Linked DNA regions of Sus scrofa: region 1 is linked to region 2. A link is a contact called in public promoter capture Hi-C data. All regions are on one chromosome and are shown on one strand. Each heading gives the region's core, a stretch centred on a gene start, on an enhancer-like site or on the middle of the called end of the contact. The rest is flanking DNA. Distances are from core to core; before and after follow the strand shown. Region 1 holds the start of HERPUD2 (homocysteine-responsive endoplasmic reticulum-resident ubiquitin-like domain member 2 protein). Region 2 holds the start of DNAJB9 (dnaJ homolog subfamily B member 9).

The links. Promoter capture Hi-C pulls out the DNA fragments that hold promoters and counts their contacts.
Region 1: a promoter capture Hi-C map of liver shows a contact between it and region 2, with 13 times the contacts expected there. The contact joins the promoter of HERPUD2 here to the promoter of DNAJB9 in region 2. A contact is called at or near these places in 1 of 5 promoter capture datasets (liver) and 1 of 2 datasets of contacts at active chromatin or transcription factors (alveolar macrophages).

What each region holds. Positions count from the first base shown.
Region 1 is chr18:38,281,955-38,289,392 of Sscrofa11.1, reverse strand. It overlaps HERPUD2 (homocysteine-responsive endoplasmic reticulum-resident ubiquitin-like domain member 2 protein), which reads right to left and starts at 4,873. Exons shown (of 9, transcript XM_021078631.1): 1 at 4,353-4,873; 2 at 3,736-4,149. The coding sequence starts at 3,882. It overlaps LOC102161969 (a long non-coding RNA gene), which reads left to right and starts at 4,951. Exons shown (of 5, transcript XR_002340256.1): 1 at 4,951-5,261; 2 at 6,544-6,605.
Region 2 is chr18:36,579,934-36,587,252 of Sscrofa11.1, reverse strand. DNAJB9 (dnaJ homolog subfamily B member 9) reads left to right here and starts at 3,042. Exons shown (of 3, transcript XM_003134777.4): 1 at 3,042-3,313; 2 at 4,908-5,134; 3 at 6,308-7,319. The coding sequence starts at 4,918. The coding sequence ends at 6,762. It overlaps THAP5 (THAP domain-containing protein 5), which reads right to left and starts at 2,894. Exons shown (of 3, transcript XM_003134778.4): 1 at 2,713-2,894. The coding sequence starts at 2,792.

The sequences.
Region 1 (7,438 bases), core at 3,624-6,123, 1.7 Mb before region 2:
TTCGGTCCCTGCCCTTCCTCAGTGGGTTAACAATCCGGCGTTGCCGTGAGCTGTGGTGTAGGTTGCAGACGCGGCCCGGATCCTGCGTTGCTGTGCCTCTGGCGTAGGCCAGTGGCTACAGCTCCGACTGGACCCCTAGCCTGGGAACCTCCATATGCCGCGGAAGTGGCCCAAGAAATAGCAACAACAACAACAACAACAACAAAAGACAAAAAAAAGACAAAAAAAAAAAAAAACTAAAAATCTTAAGCTTTCACAACACTGTTGCAGAGTTTAGCCAGAAGTCAGCAACACCATGTAGGCACATGACCTATCCTTGTAGAGAACCTAAAAGACCAACTTCATATCTCCAGTCTTCTCCCTCCAGTAGCTCTTATTTATTAAGCTCTTGTTTTCCTAGAAACCACTGCCCACAGGAACCCCCCTTCCTCACCCATCAGACCCAAAAAGAGCAGTACTGACCAGAGCGCCCAACTTTGCTACTTCTTAATGGGGGACACTGCTTCTACTAGGCACTAAACCCTTCTCTGCTTCCAAGTCCACAGGCAGATGTGCAGGGAATCAGGCATAAGCAATGATTCCTATTAAACACCAAACAGCACTCAAGACCCTTAAAAACAGAATCAATGTTAAGTAATTATTGTGGGTGGTCATAAGAACCTAAACTTCTTTTATATTAAATCAATAATATAACATTGCTTATACTGCAAAATTTCTCTGTTCCAAATAACAACCTTATAAAGTAAACTTTAACAACTCCAATTCCTATGCAGGGGACTACCTGTGGCTTTGGAGTATCAATAAACAGTTGGTGTGTTCAACAACCATGATACTTCAAATCAATTCTATGTGATAAATAAGTTCAAATCCAAGTCTGGAGAGTCCAATAAATTTACAAAGTTCTCAGTGACTTTCTATGAAAATAAGAAACATACACCCTCACTCTCACTGACCTAGAAATAAACTTCAGATATTAAAACTCACTTGGAGAAAACTTGCCGGAGGAAAAAAAAGTCAGGTTTCCCACAAGGTTAATTAACAGGCTACCCATTATTTGGTAGCCTCCAAAAATACCTCCAGTGTACAAGAAGGAGGCGGGCTGGCAGGCTGGGGTGTTTATAACTGATCTGTCCTCCAGCAGCTGACTGGTCCATATGGGCAGTGGAGATTAGTACCAGGAAAGCAGAACTCCTACCAAAAACAGGCTTCTCCCAGATGCAGGTAAGACAAATGGGTTTCAAACCTCTCTTAGATACTCTTTTTTTTTTTGGTCCGCCCCAAGGCATATGGAGCTCCTGGGCCAAGGAGCAGATTAGATCTGAGCCGCAGTCTTGGCCTAAGCCAAAGTACAGCAACGCGGGAGCCTAAGCTTACTGTGCCAGGTGGGGATCGAACCTGTGTCTCATCACTCCCAGGACACCGCCAATCCCGTTACACCACAGCGGGAGCCCCTAGATATTTTTCTAAAATGAAAAAGTTTCAGGAGTTCCCATCATGGCGCAGTGGTTAACGAATCCGACTAGGAACCATGAGGTTGCGGGTTCCGTCCCTGCCCTTGCTCAGTGGGTTAAGGATCCGGCGTTGCAATGAGCTGTGGTTTAGGTCGCAGACGCGGCTTGGATCCCGTGTTGCTGTAGCTCTGGCATAGGCCAGTGACTACAGCTCCGATTCGACCCCTAGCCTGGGAACCTCCATATGCCGCGGGTGCGGCCCAAAGAAATAGCAAAAAGACAAAAATAAAATAAAATGAAAAAGTTTCAGAAAAGTGATAATTTTTTCCATCACAGTGAAAATCATGTCCCTTTTGGTTTAATTGTATAACATAAAGATCCTTACACTTGAGACTCTGTTCTCAGATATAAGCTCAATAATGTACCTAGGAATAATGTACTTTGAAATGGCTATGTTATGAACAGTACTATGGAAGTCTGACTTTCAATTCTGATGATCCTGAAAAACTATTTTCTACTTCAAAAATGTATAAAACAAATCATATGCAATAGAAAGTCTTTTGTACAGAATTTTTTTAAAGAAGTTGTTACCCTTTAAGTAAATCTTAACTTTCAAGAAAAGATTTGAATAAATGAAAGTTCCAACTACTGTGTTCAAGTACTTAAATACTTCAGGGTTTTTATTTCTCCTACTCAGAACATTTGCATCACAAAGTTCTGACAAACAAAGCTAGTGCCAACTAAGTTGTTTTTCCAAACCTCCTGTTTTTGCAATCATCACCCTATTTCTATAGTTATTCTAGAAGTCTACATGCCTTACTAAAATTAATACTGTATAACACCGAAACAGTTCTAATTCATCAATATCTTAATATAGATCAAGTGCCTTCCTTACTTATGTGCACAAAATAAGTATTAAGTAAAACCAAGAAAGCACAGTTGCCTTCCAACACATCCCTTCTGCTGGCTTAAATCTGCCTGATGCTAAAAATAATTCCCACCCTAAAAATCCAAGGCTCTTCATTAATTAAAAAAAGGTTTAGTAATCACTGAAAACTACCTATTCAGGAATGAAATTTTCATACAATGGAGAACATGAAAGCCTCACTTTCATACACTCTCCATAACATTATACTTGTCTAAATTATCCCAAGACTTTTTTTTTTTTTTTTTTTAACAGCTGAACCTGCAGCATATGGAAGTTCCCAGGCTAGGGGCTGAATTGGAGAATTGGAGCTGGAGCTGCAGCTGCTAGCCACAGCCATGCCAGATCCAAGCCTCATCTGCAACCTACACCGAAGCTTGAGGCAATGCTGGATACTTTAACCCACTGAGCAAGGCCAGGGATCCAACCCACATCCTCATAGATACTAGTTGTAGGGTTCTTTTTTTTTTTTTTATTTTCCCACTGTACAGCAAGGGGGTCAGGTTATCCTTAGATGTATACATGTCGTAGGGTTCTTAATGCACTGAACCACAATGAGAACTCCCCAAGACTTCGTAATTACCAACAATGTTGATAACTTTCAAATCTAACTTTGGGCACAGATGGAGCTGTACTATTTTATTATCTTTGCAATGTCCTGATATGATTCAGAAAGGAAAACACTGCCACGATGATTTACAAATGGCTGTATGAAAAGAATAAAAGATGAACCAAATGATGGGGGTAGAAGGACTGTTTTCTTCTAAATTAAAAAAAAATTTTCTGTGTCCTCTACAGGAGAAAAATGAGAAAGGGGGCAGAAGGAAAATGAATCTAAAACATATAACTCTTTGCTTCTTAAAACATATATACTAGAGTGGAACGTATAACTTTTATTGTGGTCACATACTTATTTCCAAGAAAAAATTCGCTCTTCAACAGTCGGCAAATTTCTGGGCCAGGCATTGCAAGTAAAAAGGAATTTTAGTCTAATAAGCGATAAGAGCTTTAAGATGGGTTGTAGTACTACTTCATCTTTTTTAAAAAAAGATAAAGAGGCATCTGTCATCCCCATTTTAAGTCCAAGGAAAATGGTCCTATTGTATGCCTGCCAGTTCTCGTGTCCCTTGATATTTCCCTATACTCTTACTAATTAACTGAACCTCATCAGGAAGATATTAATGATGTTTCACACACTCAAGAGAGACATAACCTCGGAATGCAAAATACTCTGCAGTCAAAAAGAGACCTATTTGATTCAAGGGGAGTTGGGGGAGAGGGGATGAGCGGGCGTTAAGGGAATACTTGGCACGAAAAGCTGCCGGCCAGAGCAGCTGCGCCCAGCTTTTAGACACTTACTGGTTTGCTAGGGTACACGTTAGACAGATGCGTTTTTAGTTTCCCCACGGTCCAGTTCAAGAAGCAGCTAATAGTCTGGTCACTGTATTTCTGATTCGGTGCTTTAATGATGAGGGTCACAGGAATCTCCATCCCATTTTGGTCCATGGTGCCCCCAAAGTCGAACAGAGTCACAAGGAGCAGCAGTTAAGCCTAAACGAGCCGAGGTGGTTACTGCCGGCGTGGCTGGGATGGGTACGGAAGCGAGTGGGTTGTTAATATCCCGTGTCCAAGTCAGTCACAAGTGCATCGGGCGATACAAAGGCCATTGCCGGCACCGAGGATGATGGACAGTGGCGGCAGCGGCGGCGGGGTCTGGGGCCCGGCCCAGGGTGCAGTTCTCCCCGCCAGGTCTAGGCTTCGCCGGGCTCCGGACTGCAGAGGGAGGCCGGGAGTAGAGAGAGAAAGCAATGAGAAGGGAAGGAGGGGTGAGGGCGCGACAACCCGAGCCCCCGCCCCGCCCCCGCCGCGACCCCCAAACTGAAACGCAACAAGGCCCCTACGCGACGGTCCCGCAACGCGGGCTGGAGAAGGGGGACGGGCCGCTTAGGGTGGTCAGGTGCGACAAGCAGGGCTACCTGTGAGATGGCCGCAAAGCCCGCCACCGCCGCCCTCTGCGCCCGGGCAGGGCCACTGGCCTCACTGTCCGGCCAAGCGTCCTCCGCTGAGGTTCTCTTCCTGCTGCTTGGCGGCGGCCACGGCCCGGCCCCGGGTCTCGCGAGGCGGCGCGGTGGCAGCGGGAGAAGTTGGCCGAAGGGCGCGGTCCGCTCTCGGCCTGACCGCTCGGTCTGAGCAGTGCTAGGCAGGGCGGCGCACCGCCAGGCGCGACCGAAGCGGCGGCAGGTGGCAGGAGGGCGGGGACTAGAGCCCAGGCGCCGGCCGCGGGCGCGCAGTTTTGTTGTTGTTATGAAGAAGGTCCGGGTTCCCTTTAAGCTGGAAGACCCAGGGCGGAAGTGCGTCATGCGCCGCCCGCAGCGGGGCGCGGTCTTCCCGGCCCTGCGGCCTGCTCTCCGCCCGCGCCGACCAGGGATACCCCGGACCGAATTCCGGGTCGCCCCGAAGCCACGCGGGCGCGTCTGAGCCCGCCAGGCCTGACCCTTCGCTCGGCTCCGCCTCCCCAGCGGCCCTCAGGCCTCGCCACTAGCGTAGGTGGCGCTAGTACATTCTGTTTTGACCAAACCCTAAAGACTTGTTAAGTGTTCCTCCACCCTTAGCGTTGTTTTTGCAAAAGTTAGTGTCCTTCCCGATGCTGAATCAAACTTCTGCTCAAAATGTCTTGTGTCGGCTGTCTGTAAAGCACTGGAGCTTTGGCGGAGCAGAGACTGTGAGACAACATTACTTAAGGAGAAGGGTTTCAGTTCAGATGCCCGGAGTCTGCTTCTACTTTCGTTTTACCCTGCCTAACCTTTCTGAGCCTCAGTTTACTTCTCTAAATGGGACAGTCATGCCTGCCTGACAGCGTGCTGCTCAATAAATGAGCTATGTAGGTAAGCCACCTGGTACAGTTCTGGCAGACTCTCAGTTCCATTTCTTTCCTTTGTCTTCTCTAAAGTTGATGAGTGTTTACTGAGCACCTACTGTGTGTTCAGTACAGTGGGAGATGAAGCGGGATGGCAGTGTTATTTTTGTTTTATGGCTTAGACAGGGAAGGCGAACTTTCTTCAGTCTACCTCCCAAAGCTGACTTACTCTCCATTTTCTGCACGAGTTTTAGGAGTCCATGCAGTAAGTTAAGTTTGTTAGACGTGCATTTTCATAGCTCCAAGCTTCCACTACAGGCGAATGCAAGCAGTTAATGTAAGGGGCTTTGGGGACCTGGTCTCTTCCCCTCTCAGCTTCACGGGGATTAGTGGAAGTTAGTGACCAGAGGAAATTCTTCCTCTCAACAGCTAATGCAACAGGATCCCTTACACCCCCTCGTTCACCTCTTTCTTTATGGTAGATCACCTACCATATCTTAACTGTACCCTCTCAATGCTCTTTTGAAATAAGAGTGAAATTCTCTATTTTTAGCATGGAATGAGAACAGCTTGCTTTGACTTGGGTTTTTGGTAGCAGACCCTGGTCTTTTTCTACCTATTGTCTAGTCATCCTAATAGAAGCTTAATACTAGCCACAAATACTTATTCAGACTCCTGTACACCTAGCAGCAGCCATTTGACGCAGTTCTAGACCACCCCACTTCTAGATGAAAGCTGGAGTTGCTGCTGGGGCTTCTAGGAAAGCTTTCAGATGAACATGTTCTGCAGACCAGAGCTCATCCTTGCCCTCCACTTGTCTTTCTTCCTGGAGGAATGTGATGCCATAAATGGGGCAGCCACAGCTCAGTCATGAAGCAACAAACAGGAGAACAAAGGCCTATGTTAAGAGGTTGGCAGAGCAGAACAATGAAAGAGGCTGGATCCTTTGTGGCATGATTGTGCCACCATATGTCCTAAGCTGTCTGTTCTAAGAATTCTTTTATGTCCAGTTCCTATTTAAACCAGAAGGTCTCCCCAACCACCACACCCACTATAAGCTCCTGTCACTTAACGCTTGTGACTCAGACTTCCAGGAATTCTTTAATGTGGTCATTTCACTTGACACTGTGAAGTATATGTTATTAGTATTAAGATGGAATGTATATTTCACTGCGACAGGCATTATTTAGAGTTCATCAAATATTCACTAACATGGACAAAAACATTTAAAAATGTAATGAATATATGAGTATAAAAATGATACAGTACCTGCAGTATCTGACAGAAGTGACTTTTTTTTTGCTTTACAGCCACCTGAATTAAGTACCTGAAAATACTTTTGATGCTGTTGAACTTGGCCACAATAAAAACAGTATGTAAAAATGACCCCATCTTTGTTAAATTATGTGTATGTGTGTATGAAACAATGTATGAAAGGATAGTCCCCAGAATTTTGATAATATTTAACTTTGAGGTAGGAAAAATTGTTAATATGAAGGGATGCAAGCTAGCAATTACTTACAGACTGCTATGAGCATTGAGTTACCTGTTTCAATCCTTATACATGTTGCAGATAAAGGGGAAATGAGAAAGAACAGCTACACATCTCAGTTATCATTTGCTGCTTAAAGACAGCCTCTAGTGAGACTGCTTAAGAGTAGGATGCTAATAGATAGACTGTTAACTATTCAATACACATAATCTTAGTTCCTAGTTCAGTAATTCAGAGTGATTTCTGCCCATGGAGTAGTTTTGTTTATAAAGTAAAACATTTAAAGGAAATTGTTTCTAGATAATAAAAATTGATTTCTAATATATGTGGGACTTTTTTTACTTCCAGTTCTTTTAACTGGGAAGGAGGGCAGCTAGCAAAAGCATTTATCACCTCATTCTGAGAGATTCCAGTTTCCTCTAAAATTTTAAAGAAAATAAAGTGCTTATTATTGAGAATTTCTTACTAAAATTTGGTATCCCTTCCAGAAAGGTAAAACACTTTAATGGTGAACAGTATAATTTTCAGTGTTTGAGTTTTTGGTTTTGTTTTTTGTTTGTTTGTTTGTTTTTGGTTTGTTTTTTTTTTTTTTTCTTTGATAACTCTCTTGGGAGGAAAGACTTTAGTCAAGTGATGATCTTGCAGTTGCAGATTTCAAAGATGATGTTGGCCATCTGGCTTCTGATTCCTTCTAGTCCTACTTACACCAAACT
Region 2 (7,319 bases), core at 1,793-4,292:
TACTCATTTATTTATTTATTTATTTGTCTTTTCTAGGGCCACACCTGCAGCATGTGGAGGTTCCCAGGCTAGGGGTCTAATCAGACCTGTAGCTGCCAGCTTATGCCAGAGCCAGAGCAATTTGGGGTCTGAATCCGAGCCACGTCTGTGACCTACACCATAGCTCATGGCAATGCCGGATCCTTAACCCACTGAGCAAGGCCAGGGATCGAACCAGCAACCTCATGGTTCCTAGTCGGATTCATTAACTACCGAGCCATGACAGGAACTCCTGAAAAAAAAATTTTTTGGCTTTTTGCCATTTCTTGGGCCGCTCCTGCAGCATTTGGAGGTTCCCAGGCTAGAGGTCGATCGGATCAGAGCTGTAGCTGCCAGCCTGAGCCAGAGCCACAGCAACTCAGGATCCCTGCCACACCTGCAGCCTACACCACAGCTCACGGCAATGCCGGATCCTTAACCCACTGAGCAAAACCAGGGATCGAACCAGCAACCTCATGGTTCCTAGTCGGATTCATTAACTACTGCACACGACAGGGAACTCCCTGAAAAACTTTTAGTGATGACCTAGGGTATAAGTATAATGGCATGATGAAAAAAAGCATTTAATGACAAAAAGAATCTTCTTTTCAGAGGGCTTGAATTCTGCTAGCCAAAGATAAGTTCATGCCTTTTCTGTTACATCTAAAATGAGAATATGTCTTTTATAATGTTTTTAATGTAATTTCATGTAAAAGGATGTGGTTTATATATTATTTCTATTGTAGCATTATGCAAGTTATCAAACAACTTAAAAAACACACTTTGTGAATGTCTTTATTGGTAATTGGATTGCAATGTTTTCTCAACAGCTATCTCTAAGAAATTTTCTAGAATATGTTTCTGGAACAACTTAGTATCTTTACATTGGTTCAGTCTGTTTGACTAGTAATTTTGTCTCACTGTCTTATTAACTTCTCCTCAAACTGGTCACTATATGTATACATACATTCAGTGAATTCCCAAATTAGTATAAATTTATTTTGCAACTTGTTATAGTGTTAGTATGAGAAAATTCAATTCTTCAAGTTTGGTGCTATTAGGGGAATAAAAGTAATTCATTTTATGGATTACACATGAAATTTTAAAAACACATTAGAAAATTCAACTTTCAGTAAATTCACATTTTTAGAAGAAAAATTTTTATAATTGACTTCCTCTGGCATTTTATTTTCCCCTCCTTAAAAAAAAGTAACTACACAGTCCGCAAAGATTAAAGACTTTTTAGTTTGACGTTATGACAAAATAAACCTGAAAAATATGAGATTATATCAAGCTCAACATGATCCTTTGCTACAAACCTTCTCAGAGCCAGAGCCACTAACATACTAGCATATATTTCTCCCCAAAAAATATCTTTGCAATTTGTGGAAGGGCTTCAAGAAATATAATCCTGGAAATACAGCCAAATAGTGTGCATTATTTGGAGTTATCAGGTTTTTTTTTTTTAGTTAAGATAATGGAAAGCAGCTGAATCATGAGCAGAGAGCTTCAGCTCTAAAGTCAAATAAGTTTGATAAAATAGCGAGTGCAAAATCAGACAGTTAAAAACAACCAAGTCACAGCTAAATTATTAAGTACAAGAAATAAAGGAAATAAAATATTCTAAGGATGCTGATTTTCACATACATTATATTCTAAGTGCTGTTTTACCTCTTTACACACTAAGTGTGAATTAGGTTCTATTAATGTCTCCACTTTACAAATGGGAGGTCTTGGGTAGCACAGGTTAAATAATTTGCAGGTCATTCAGCTACAAAGTAGTGGAGCCAGGGGATTTGAACCAAAGTCTGGCTTTGGAGCCTGGACTCTTACTTATTACACCATACTGCTGCCTCTTCTTATAAATAAACAAAAATGAGTACTTCTGGGGTTCCACAAAAATATTTCATGGCTCTAGAATTTGGAATACAGGTACCCACTTTTCCAAAGTTGGCTTTCTGCCAGTTCAGTTTTTAGGAAAGACCTAACAGGTACTAATGCCTGAACAAGATTTTCACTTTTACGAGAAAAACGCAACTGCTTTCTTGCTTAGAAAAGGTTTCACAGGAACGCTCTACGCTGGGATAGCAGGTGAAACCTATCAGCCCTTACTTGTCCTGCTCCCTGTACGAATGAGTATCTAGAGCCCAGAACAGGGGCTTAGGATATACCTGGCTCTGCCACAAAACTTTCAAGGTCAGTTATCCAACCTTTCTGAAAGGCCTCAGTTTCCTCAGGAGAAAATGGAATTAAGTAACATCAATGCGACCTAACTTACTGCAGGTGGAAGTTAAATAACTTTGAGGGCACTTTCCCACTTGGCACGGTGGATGCACCTGGTGGTCAAGGGCCTTTAATGAAATGAGGTCAGGTGAGCTAGGGAAACGTTCTGAAAACCACAGAGCATCGCGCAAACTTTACTGCTTCAAGCGCCCTATTAACACCCGCAACAAGCCCCAACGCCTCGCCGCCCGCCCAGCGTCCTATCCAGAAATGTCAGAACACGTCTAGGAAAAGTTTACGCGAGCCTTCGCGCCCTCCTCCCCCGCACCGCCCGACCACCCCCGGAGAGCTGAGGCAGACTTCACAGAGCTGAGGAAGACTTTGTAGAGCTGACAGGAGATACGCCAAGCCCAAACGCCCCAGAACTGCGGCCCAAAGGCGAGATAACGCTTCCGCGTTAGATCAACTCACGGGTAAAAACTCAGCTTCCGGTCTGTATTGTTTCTTCCCCGGCGATTCTTACAGCAAATCGCTGCGCAATAACGCGGCATCGCGACAGAAACCCGGGCCTCCTGAGGTGTGGGCAGGCGGGCCTTCCTCACCGAGGCGGGGCCGCAGGATACGGCTGCCCGAGCCACTGCGCCTGCGCCAGGCTGGGCGGAGCGGAAAGACGCTACAACCCTCTCCTTACTTCCGCTTCTGCGGGCTTCAGTCCTACCCTTACGGGGGTTGGGGCCGGAAGTGACGCATGGGCTGAGCAGCAACAACAGTTTTCCACGTGCGCGTAGCGCTCCAGGGTCAGGTGGGTGGGCCAGAACCAATAGGGAAGCGTTTCGTGTAGGTCTTCTCCTGAGGTGGAGGCGCCGGCCGCTCCTCCCGCCAGTAGGGAGCGGGCGGAGAAGGGACGCGGCTGTAGCTGTGTGAGGCCGGTGTACAGGCGGCCTTGGGCACGGGCCTGCTCCCAGAGCGGCGGAGGCCGGGGTGAGGGGCCCAGCCGGGCAGCTGTGTGAAGTCTGTGGTCAGCGTCGCCGGAGCCTACGCTCTGTGGAAGAGCAGCAGCGGCAGCCAGAGGGTGCGAATGAGGGACGAGGCCGGGGTCTCGGGGAGGGAGGTTTAGGCCTCGTTGACCGTCACGGTCGCCGCTCGGGCTTCGGGCCGCCTAGTGTTCTTGAGGAAGAGAATAGGAGAAAGGACATGACCGAAGCACGGGGTAGTGTGTTTTGTCATAGTGTGGTGCCGCTGGCGTCGGGCACCCCTCACGGCCGGACCCCGGGCGGCGAACAACTGTTGGCGCCTGGACGGACGGGGCGAGTATCGGTCGGCTTTGGCTTCAGGCTGATGGTCCAGGCCAACCAGCCACCGGCTCTGGGGAGTGAGTCCCAGGCTACTGTCCGCCAGGTCCTTGGGAATGAGAGGTCAGAAGAACGCAAAAGTCGGTCTCCTGGGAGAGTATCGGATATTCAAGTTGAAACTGGAATAACGTTTATTAAGAGTAAGGTGCTTCCCTGTCAGTTTTAGACCCGCCCTTTGACTAGGGAACAGCCAAAGTACACGCTTGGTTTGGCGTTCTTTAAACCAGGAATTTGTACGTACGTGATTCTTGCTACTCGTGACTGTGAGTAACTCTGAAAAGCAGTATTCCGTCTGCTAATTAGGCTCCAAACCGGCCACAGGAGAGGAAGGCAGGCAGTTTCCACAAACCGGAGCGTCTTTCATCAGCTTTGTTTTGTCATCCTAGGTTGTTAAGGACTCCTGTGGTACAGCGTTCAAAAACCAGGATCACATCTTTTTGAATCCCGAGTCATTAAATCTCTATTATGAAGAATTCTAAGTTGAATTCTAGGTTGAAACTTTTTAAAAAAATTAGATAAATATTTTAATGACTCCTGAAAAGTTTGAAAATAAGCGTTTATCTTATCGAAAGTTCAGACTCTGAAAGTCCATTTTTTTCTGGCAGCCGTTGCAGAAATCTTAAGTTGTATTAATTATGAGTTTTTAACAAAACTTAGTTATCCGTGCTTTTTTGTTAAAATGGTTGGGATCTTACAGATTAAAAAAAGATTACATTCTCTTGTATTGCATTGTCAATATTATTGTGATATTGAGATTCTCTATGCAATCCTTGGCTTACCTTGCTGAAATGAAAACTGAAGTTTCTTAAGGAAGATTACTTCTGATTTAGACATACTGGACTATTTACCTTGGTAATATACTTTTTTTCTGCGAAGTCTTTTTTATCTTTAAACTCTTTTAGAATATGAATCGCACTCCTTTCAAAAATTGTTTGTATTTTCCACTCTTGATAAAGCTTGCATATGATGAGTCTTTGGTAGTAACTGATAATAAAAATTAGTTATTGAATATGTTTGTATCTACTATGTGTATGGCTACGGTATTAGTGGAAAGGTAAAGCCAAAAAAGATTTTTCTCAGTGTGGTTGAATCACATTTGCCCTCAAGAAGATTACAGTCTATGGTAGAAGAGCCTGTGTAAATGAAATAACGTAGAAACAAGTACAATATATACTACATATGCTTAACATTTTCATGCTTTAGTAGTATACTTTGAATCCTACAAGTTCATTGGGTTTCTTTTAGAAAAAAATCTTAATGATAAATTGTTTTTATAGTTTAAAAAGATAAAATTTTTTTTCTTTTCTTTTTTAGGATATTAGAAATGGCTACTCCCCAGTCAGTTTTCATCTTTGCCATCTGCATTTTAATGATAACTGAATTGATTTTGGCCTCAAAAAGTTACTATGATATCTTAGGTGTTCCAAAGTCAGCATCAGAGCGCCAAATCAAAAAAGCCTTTCACAAGTTGGCCATGAAGTACCATCCTGACAAAAATAAGAGCCCTGATGCTGAAGCAAAATTCAGAGAGATTGCAGAAGGTACGTAAATGACCATCTCCAGGGTATCATGTGTATTAACTAGTAAAGGAGGATGATAGCTAAGAAGTATTTACGTATTTGAAGGTTTTGTGGAGCTGGGAGAAAAGAGTGGGATCTACACTTAAAATATAGTGAAATTCTCAAGACTGTTTACTTAGAATGGACACTGTGATCCTGGATGTGTGGAAGTATATATTTTTATTGGCACTCAGATCTAAAAAAATTGAAACTGTACTACTTCATTCTTTTATTTATAAAATCACTTATTGTTTCCACATCAAGAGGATTTTACAAAGTGCAGAGATTAAGTATAAAACTATTAAGTGTAAAAAATTAAATAGACTCTAAAATGACTTGGGGGTTTTTTTGTTTTTCATTTTTCTTCCTTGCTTGGTCTACATCTCAAAGACAAAGTCACCTTTGTCTTTAAAGGAAATGTATGAAACAAATTTTGACTCGAGACCCATTCTAGGGAGTTCCCATCCTGGTGCAGCAGAAACTAATCCGACTAGGAACTATGAGGTTGCTGGTTCGATCCCTGGCCTTGCTCAGTGGGTTAAGGATCCAGCGTTGCTGTGAGCTGTGGTGTAGATCACAGACGTGGCTTGGATCTTGCATTGCTGTGGCTTTGGTGTAGGCTGGCAGCTGTAGCTGCAATTTGACCCCCAGCCTGGGAATTTCCATATGCTGTGTGCAGCCCTAAAAAAGACTCGTTCTAAAACAGATTGCATCTTCTGAGCATTCAGTAATTAATGGTGGTTGTTGGTAACTGAGTAGGGAGTTGGAGTTAAACATTTACTTCAGCTAGTAAGGAAGTGAAAAATCTAAATTCTTAAAATTTGCTCATTAAAAATTTTAATACAAGTATTGGTTTTACACAAATAATATGAGAATAACTCTGTAATTGTTGCCCATCTATTTATTTGTAGTAGTGATAGCATTTATTAAAAAATATTTATTGGCTGTCTCCTAGAGGCAGGCATTGTGCTAATTGCTGATAGTAGTAACAAGGCAAAGTCTGCCTTTTGTGACTTTTATTTTTTCTTATGTGCTTGTAGCGTTTGGTTTTAATTTTGATGTGAAATTCCTTTCATAAAATAGATAAATTTAAGAGGTTTGAATATATGTAATATTGATTAACTTCAGTTACTAAACTATTTTTATTTCTTTCAGCATATGAAACACTCTCAGATGCTAATAGGCGAAAAGAGTATGATACGCTTGGACACAGTGCTTTTACTAATGGTAAAGGACAAAAAGCTAGTGGAAGCCCTTTTGAGCAGTCATTTAACTTCAATTTTGATGACTTATTTAAAGACTTTGGGTTTTTTGGTCAAAACCAAAACACTCGATCCAAGAAGCATTTTGAAAATCACTTCCAGACACGCCAGGATGGTTCCAGTAGACAAAGGCACCACTTCCAGGAGTTTTCTTTTGGAGGTGGGTTGTTCGATGACATGTTTGAAGATATGGAAAAAATGTTTTCTTTTACGGGTTTTGACACCACCACCAGTCGGCACACAGTACAGACTGAAAATAGATTCCATGGATCTAGCAAGCACTGTAGGACTGTCACTCAACGAAGAGGAAATATGGTTACTACATACACTGACTGTTCAGGACAATAATTCATTCTTTTTCTGTTCTCATTAAACCCAACTAGTTGACTCTTCTTCAATATCTTTGATTCAAAAGAATTTTCTGTGAACTGTTTTGACAAGTGCATGATTTCACTTAACTTGATATAGCTATTAAACATATTTAAATTGTTTTTAACAAATTCAGCATCATTCAATTAGTAGAGAAATAGCTAATTATTACTTTCCCTGATTAGGAAGACTTCTTTAAAAAGAGAGATTATAATTCTGCCTGGTCTTTTTTCTCTACCTGCCCTTGGGCTTATTAACATGGCCAGTTTTATTACCAAGAAACGAGTGAGTTTGCCTGATAAATATTTAAAGGTTAAACTTGAAAAGTTATTGTAAATTTAAATTGTGTGAATTTGAGTGGTTTTGGAGTGAAACCTTTGCTAATTTAAAATTGCATGCTCTGTAGCATCTCTGACTTGGGTTGCTAAATGTATGTGAAACCGTATAATTGAGTTGTTCAGCAAAGGATAGCAGTATCTTTGTTAATTTCCATTGAAAACTTCAGAAAGATGTGGTTTAGTATTTACCACAGAAGC